Linked DNA regions of Zea mays: region 1 is linked to region 2. Evidence: chromatin contacts called from public Hi-C data. All regions are on one chromosome and are shown on one strand. Each heading gives the region's core, a stretch centred on a gene start, on an enhancer-like site or on the middle of the called end of the contact. The rest is flanking DNA. Distances are from core to core; before and after follow the strand shown. Region 1 has its middle 100 kb from the start of LOC103632712. Region 2 has its middle 47 kb from the start of LOC118472958.

Evidence for each region. Hi-C and Micro-C count contacts between places; a contact is called where the count stands out from the background.
Region 1: a contact with region 2 is called in a Hi-C map of tassel, with 3 times the contacts expected there. The contact joins two enhancer-like sites. A contact is called at or near these places in 2 of 25 Hi-C or Micro-C datasets (ear and tassel).

Annotation. Positions count from the first base shown.
Region 1 is chr7:112,148,504-112,151,838 of Zm-B73-REFERENCE-NAM-5.0, reverse strand. No RefSeq gene overlaps it. Among protein-coding and RNA genes, the nearest start is that of LOC103632712, 100 kb to the left of the region's middle. Within about 2 kb of position 1,623, at least 15 of the 20 cell types and tissues checked have an H3K27ac peak or open chromatin away from gene starts, as enhancers often do. A contact at or near this core is called in ear and tassel, where this site is marked.
Region 2 is chr7:111,740,571-111,743,880 of Zm-B73-REFERENCE-NAM-5.0, reverse strand. No RefSeq gene overlaps it. Among protein-coding and RNA genes, the nearest start is that of LOC118472958, 47 kb to the left of the region's middle. Within about 2 kb of position 1,325, at least 17 of the 20 cell types and tissues checked have an H3K27ac peak or open chromatin away from gene starts, as enhancers often do. A contact at or near this core is called in ear and tassel, where this site is marked.

The sequences.
Region 1 (3,335 bases), core at 374-2,873, 410 kb before region 2:
AAACTAAGAGGTACACACCTTATTCATTAAATCAGTTGCTAAGAAGGTCGTTGGAGACCTATTAGTAATTCCAAAAGAACAACAATAGCACAACACATGATTATGTCGATATATTATCTGCTCCTTTCATATTTCGAAAGGAGGAGAGGAGGCCGGTAAAATGAAACGGACTAATCGTTATCCATGTATCCATTGATGATTGATGAATGTCATTCTTCATTTACAAGCATAATCATTCAGACATCTTCGAGCGAGGTTATTACGACTTTTAAATCAAGTAACAGTTCCAACAAGAAGCATACAATATAAGTAAATGTGAACCATGAGCACACAGAAAAATAAAAGACATTAACCATCACAAACATAAATTTTGGAATTATAAATTATGCCTCTGATAGCTCTCGCGACGGCATGAGGACAACCACAAGCACAAATTCTGTCAAATTAAGGTCCGATCCGTTTTGGTAGTTATATTGTAAACTATTTACATGATCGAGCTCCTATACAACCTCCCATGAAATTACAATTTTTTACCCCTCTCGCTTATGTAGTAGAGCTCCATACTTGGAGATGTGAATTTATGACATTTTCATCATACAGGCCTGCATGCACATCTTTTCTTAGCTGAGGCTCCTTTTAGGCATCACTTGTAGAGGAAGGTTTTCGCCGTCGCAGCCGAATCTTTGCTTCTATCACCTTCAGCACCATGTACTTTTGATTCAACTATGGATAGTCAAAGTAGTCCGATGAGGATTCAATGAACAAAGATCGAAGCTCTTCAATCGCTTTTATATCCTTGGCCTGAAACCATAGCTAGAGACTTGGCGTGTTTGGTTGTATGTCTAAGGTGTGCCACAGATTGCTATATATTTTTTGTTCCACATTTGCCTAAGGTTAGGCGCACAAATTGTCGACCACATCTTGGCAATGTCAAAGGAAATCTTGCCACATTTTTACAAGTCATTGACCGGTGGAATTTATGCAAAAGGTGAAAAACCTTGCCACAACTATGGTTATAAGCCAAACACACAACAACTAAGCTAGTCAAACATGACTAACCTTAGCTCCACAAACTCTATCATAGATTAGCTAAAAAAAACTAAAAGTTTGGATGCTCTCTCTTGACTCTACTCTTTTTTAAAGCAGACTTACGTGGAGCTGAGCCTATTTGGTTAAAAAAACGTGAAGGGGGAGAGCCATCTGAAACATAACATCCTTAGAGTATTTCTTCTGTTGACTTGACGCCTACCGACAACTCCGAGGACAGGACCGGCATATTATCTAGCGAATCTATCTCTTAAAGCTCTTTTGGTAAAAGGCTAAAAGTGTCGTTTGGGAATAAACATGGCAATCACTTTATGTCATTGGCACCACCGTCCCCTGTCAACATCAAAAGCATGTATACTGCCTATTAGCATATAGCAAGCAATGCCTTCGGTGGGGGTGACCCTGATCCCTGATCCATGCCATGCCACACCCATGCTCTACCATGCAGATCTATTGGAAAGGCGGCCATCCATGCATGTGACACAAAAGCGGTTGCTAGCTACACTACTGTATTACCTATAGCTTGGATTTCGTGTTCAGATAGGATGGAACGGGAAAGCCTGGTCGTGTCCTGCCCACGTGCTTCCTTCTGATTGGACGGGAGGAGGAGCTAGGAGATGGCTTTGCCTATGGGCTGGACGGAACGCATGGGAATGAGATTATATTCTTTGCTTGCTGCGTTCCTCCTACCTAACTAGCTAGCCTAGGAGTACTCCGTAGCTAGCAGCAGCAGCGCGCGGCAGCACAGAAAGAACAACAGCAGCGGCTAGCCACAAGCTCTTTCCATCGCACCTCTCCTGCTCCCGGCCCCATCATCGAAAAAGATTACTACCAAATTGATGAAAGGCTGGCTGAAAAGACTAGGGCAATGGGAGTTTAAATTCCTCCAACCTCCCCATCTAGTCTTGCTTCACCTTTACTAGCAAACTCCCACGGCCCCACTCATCCACCTGTGTGCTGGCCCATTGTGGATGGATACCATGCATGTGTTTGGCTGGATCCTTTGTGCATCATGCATGTGTGATATGATCCGATCAGTCACTAGCTAGGTGATAGCTTTCAGGGTGTGATAAGGTGTAGTGTAGTGTAGCTACCATGTTGTCTATATAACCAATTAAAAATACTCCGAACAACCTCCTGGTTATTGCACAAATAATGTGTACCAGAGTAATATGTATGGGCCTAGCATGCGGTGGCTACGAAACTCCCGAAAACATATTCTTTTATCCCTTACTCAAATTTTGTACATATCATAGGATTATACATACAAAACAACAGCACAACAAGACCCAAATTTGAGACGCACGGAGGGAGAGATCATTGTTCATTGACTAGGACTATTAGCAACTCAAAACGAGACTACTATACGACTATAGAATGCTCATCACAGGTAGCATCCGGTTTTAATCTGGCAATGATAAAGGTTTTCAGAATAAAAAAAATCCAGTTGAGCCCAAAGGAGGCCCAACGAAACCCATCCTAGTCATAAAGAGAGTTCCATTAATGAGTGCTTTAAAAATTTGAATTTCATGCGAAGCACTTTATTCCATTAAGAGCTTGGGATCATTCTCTTTATGTCTAGGCAATCGTAAAAACGATATACCAAACGACAGACTAAATGATAGAAATAACACTATGGCATGAATAGAATGTGGATTGCAACAACAGACGAATTAAAGCATACACAATCTATAATAAGATGGATCTTTCCAAAAGAAGGCAAAACATTTAAAGAACATTCTCAACTGCTTCAAATTTTCCTATGTGACTACTCAAGACACAAGGGTTATACCAATTGAAAGAAATGAACACTTAAGATTATATGTTACCGTCCTTTAGAATTTAGCATTTTGTAGGTTTTGATCTTAATTCACCATTATTGAGATCTTTGATCCTACAACACAACTTAACTCAAGATGAATATGAAGTTCATGATATGACAATTCATCTTTGTGTCAATCATAAGTAATAGACAATTGTAAGATTAATAACTTGAGTTTAGAATTTGATTTAACTGCTCAAGCATCCCAAAGCCTTCGATTCATCTCCATGTTCCTGTTAAGACTAGTTTGCACATTTTGGTACCCATCTTGAGATGGGTCCATCAAGATTAGCCAATAAGGCTTTGGATACCCAAATAACATTTGTGCTAAACTTGGCTGAACTAATAACCGTTCTAGCACAAGTGTAATATTTGGATTTCCTAAGCGAATAAGAATGAATGAACTTGCTAGGCTTAGGAATTTTACCCTTAGTACAAACCTTTTTAAGATGACCTAGTTCATGGC
Region 2 (3,310 bases), core at 76-2,575:
CGGTCGTAACTTGTGCTAAATAGCATGTATATCATTTTTGCATGCACGGTTTTTTCAAGTTTCGAGTGACTTGCAGCTCAAATCTGAATTATATAAGAAAATTCCATTAACCGAACTAAATCCAATAGTTATAGGAAACACTTTTATAATTGTGCCAAAATGGTACATGTAGGTCTACATAGTGTAGGAACATACCACAAAAAGTTTGGTTGGGAAAAGAAAAAAAAATATACTTTACCGAGTGTTTAAAGATGACACTCGGCAAATAATTCTTTGTCGAGTGTCTGCAGGTTGACACTCGGCCCTCGGCAAAGGTTAACGGCCGTCAACTTTAGACGGCCGCTGACGACCCTTTGCCGAGCGCCACCTTCGCCGAGTGCTTGACTCTCGGTAAAGATATCTTTGCCGAGTGTATTTCTATGCCGAAAGTCCTGCTCTCGGTAAACGCGTTGTTTACCGAGAGGGGGACTTTACCGAGTGCGACACTCGATAAAAGTTTCTTTACCGAGTGCCCGATAAAAAGCATTCGGCAAAGTGCCGAGTACTCGGCAAAGCCATGGATTCGGTAGTGTACAGCGAGCAGAACATCGCATTAAGGATGGCAGTAGAAACCAAGCGCACAACTTTCATTTCCTCTCTTATTTATTCATCACAGTATCAGTAGTGTACTACTGAACTAGCTAGTGTTCTTAGTAATTATTTTTTTTTGACAATTTAATCTTAGATCAGCTGTGTGTGCATTTGACACGGGGACCACGCCGAAACTGTTCCCGGTCGAAGCGCCTGTCCGCCTGTCGCCATGCCCCATGCCATGCAACGGTCGTGCATGCGAGAAGCGAATCAGTGGACGACGGTCGTAGTGTCAGCAAGAGCGAGCAAGCCCACCGGCGTAGCCAGCGGCGCAGGCTAAAGCCGCAGGGCAGGGAGCCAGGGACGAGACGACTAGTACGTAGCAACGAAGCGAGCGCGCGCCCCAAAGAGCAAAGCGGCACGGTGCGTTGGGTACGCAGGGTGTAATTGCGAGGGCTACTCCGCCTAGGACTACACTACTCTACTACGGAGTACTTCTCGTCACGGCTGTACTAGTAGTACACTGTAGCGCACCTGGATTACGGGCTACCCAGGGCTGGACAGGGGGCAGGCAGCAGCTGTATACTAGGTGTCCAACGGAACGGAAACCGAGCGATGATTGCCTTGATTGGGTTCGGGGGCCTTTGACCACCTGCCACTTTTCTGACTTCTGTGTCTCTCTCTCCGATAGGGTAACCGAGGAGGGAGAGAGGGACGCACGGTCCGTTTGTGTCGCCCGCGGCCCAGTAGGCCGTTGGACAGATGGGCTGGTTTGGGAGGGCTGACACCGACGTTACGTAAGTCCAAATATATGGACCTGGGGCCTGGGCCGGGTTTCGACGACAAGATTATTCAGCTTTTGTTTCACGTGCGCACCAAGGACAAGGAGTTCCTTTTGCTTGCCAAGCTAGGCGAGTCAAAAAAAAAAGAAAAAGAAATATAACGAAACGTCCCCATAAAACCGTTTGGTATGTACTAGTCTCTTCAGTGGCGCGGACCCAGAAATCTTAAAGAACATGGACAAAGATAATACTCATACTATTAATATACAAATTTGCCTAATTTTTATCCATGTCATCCTCATTTTTCCAAGAGGTTTCTATTTTTTTAAGGAAAATTAGTTAATTTTTTCTTGCGAAAATAAGAATCCCTTAGAAAAATAGAGTTGTCAAATCAGCCCTAACTATTTTTTACTGTTTGGTGTACCTTTACAAGTTCATTAACACTAAAGGCTAGTTTGGAAACTTCATTTTACCCCCTTTGCTTTTAATGAGGGCGACGAGTTCGCCGCGGATGACTCACCGGACAGTCCGGTGCACCACCGGACGGTCCGGTGAATTATAGTCGTACGCCGCCGTCGAGTCCCGAGAGCGGCCCTTTCACGTGGACCAGTCTGGCGCATCGGACACTGTCCGGTGTGCCACACCGAGCTAAGGATTGGCTGCATAGAGCCAAGCTTTTCCCTTTTTTCTTTCTTCTTCTTTAGTCACTATTTCTAGCACTTGGATAACCATGTTAGTACACAAAACAATTTACCAAGTCTAGAAACATACCTTTTTCCTTGATTTCCACTTCTCTCTTTATTTTGCACATTAGAACTCAACTAAATGTGTTGGACACTTAATCACCAAAACATTATAGAAATTGCCCAAGGACACATTTCCCTTTCAATCTCCCCCTTTTTGGTGATTTATGCCAACACAACCAAAAGCAACCAAAAGAAGTGCAACATCAATGCAATTGAAGACCAAATTGTTTTTTACTATAATTTGGCATATTAGGATCGCTCTTTGCCACCACTTGGTTTTGTTTTTGCAAATCAAATTCATTTTCCTATTTCTAAGTCAAACACACTTGTTTGAGCACATAAAGAGTTATTCCAAGAGTAAAATTGATCAAGTGCCAAAAACTCCTCCTTTTTCCCATAATCAAAATTCTCCCCCACAAGAGACCAAATTTTGCAATAAGAGTATTTTGTATAAATCAAAAATTCAAACTCTATTATTTTTGAAATTAACAAGTGGTAGCTGATCCATTTGCTTTGGCCTTAATTTCCCCCCCTTTGGCATTAAGCACCAAAACAGAATCATTATTGGCCCTTTAACCCCATTGCCTCACCAAAAATGTCAATTAAGAGCAAAAAGGCAATGAGAGCATAAGTATGAACTTGGAGGTGAGTACACTAATACCGGAGTGCAGTGGAAGTCTTTTCATTGTCCAAGTTCACCTTTCCCTTTCAATGCACCTTTGAGACTACATCAAGTATACTCAAACAAACAGATTAGTATCAAAGGGTCAAGTTGTAGCACATCTCCCCCTAAATATGTGCATCATTCACACATGGACTTGTGAGGTCCGGGGATCCCTTGCACAACTTGAGCACCATAAATAAGTAACAATTCATATAAATGCATGAAGTAACATGATCAAAGGCATAGAACACATGTATGTTATAGATCAATCCAAGTTACGCGAATCTAAGACATTTAGCTCACTGCGCAACCTGCAAAAGGTTTTCTCATCCAACGGTTTGGTAAAGATATCGGCTAGCTAGTTCTCGGTGCTAATATGGTACACCTCGATATCTCCCTTTTGCTGGTGGTCTCTCAGAAAGTGATGTCGGATGTCTATGTGCTTAGTGCGGCTGTGTTCAACAGGATTATTTGTCATGCGGATTGCACTCTCATTGTCACATAGGAGTGGGACTTTGCTCAGATTGTAGCCAAAGTCCTGCAGGGTT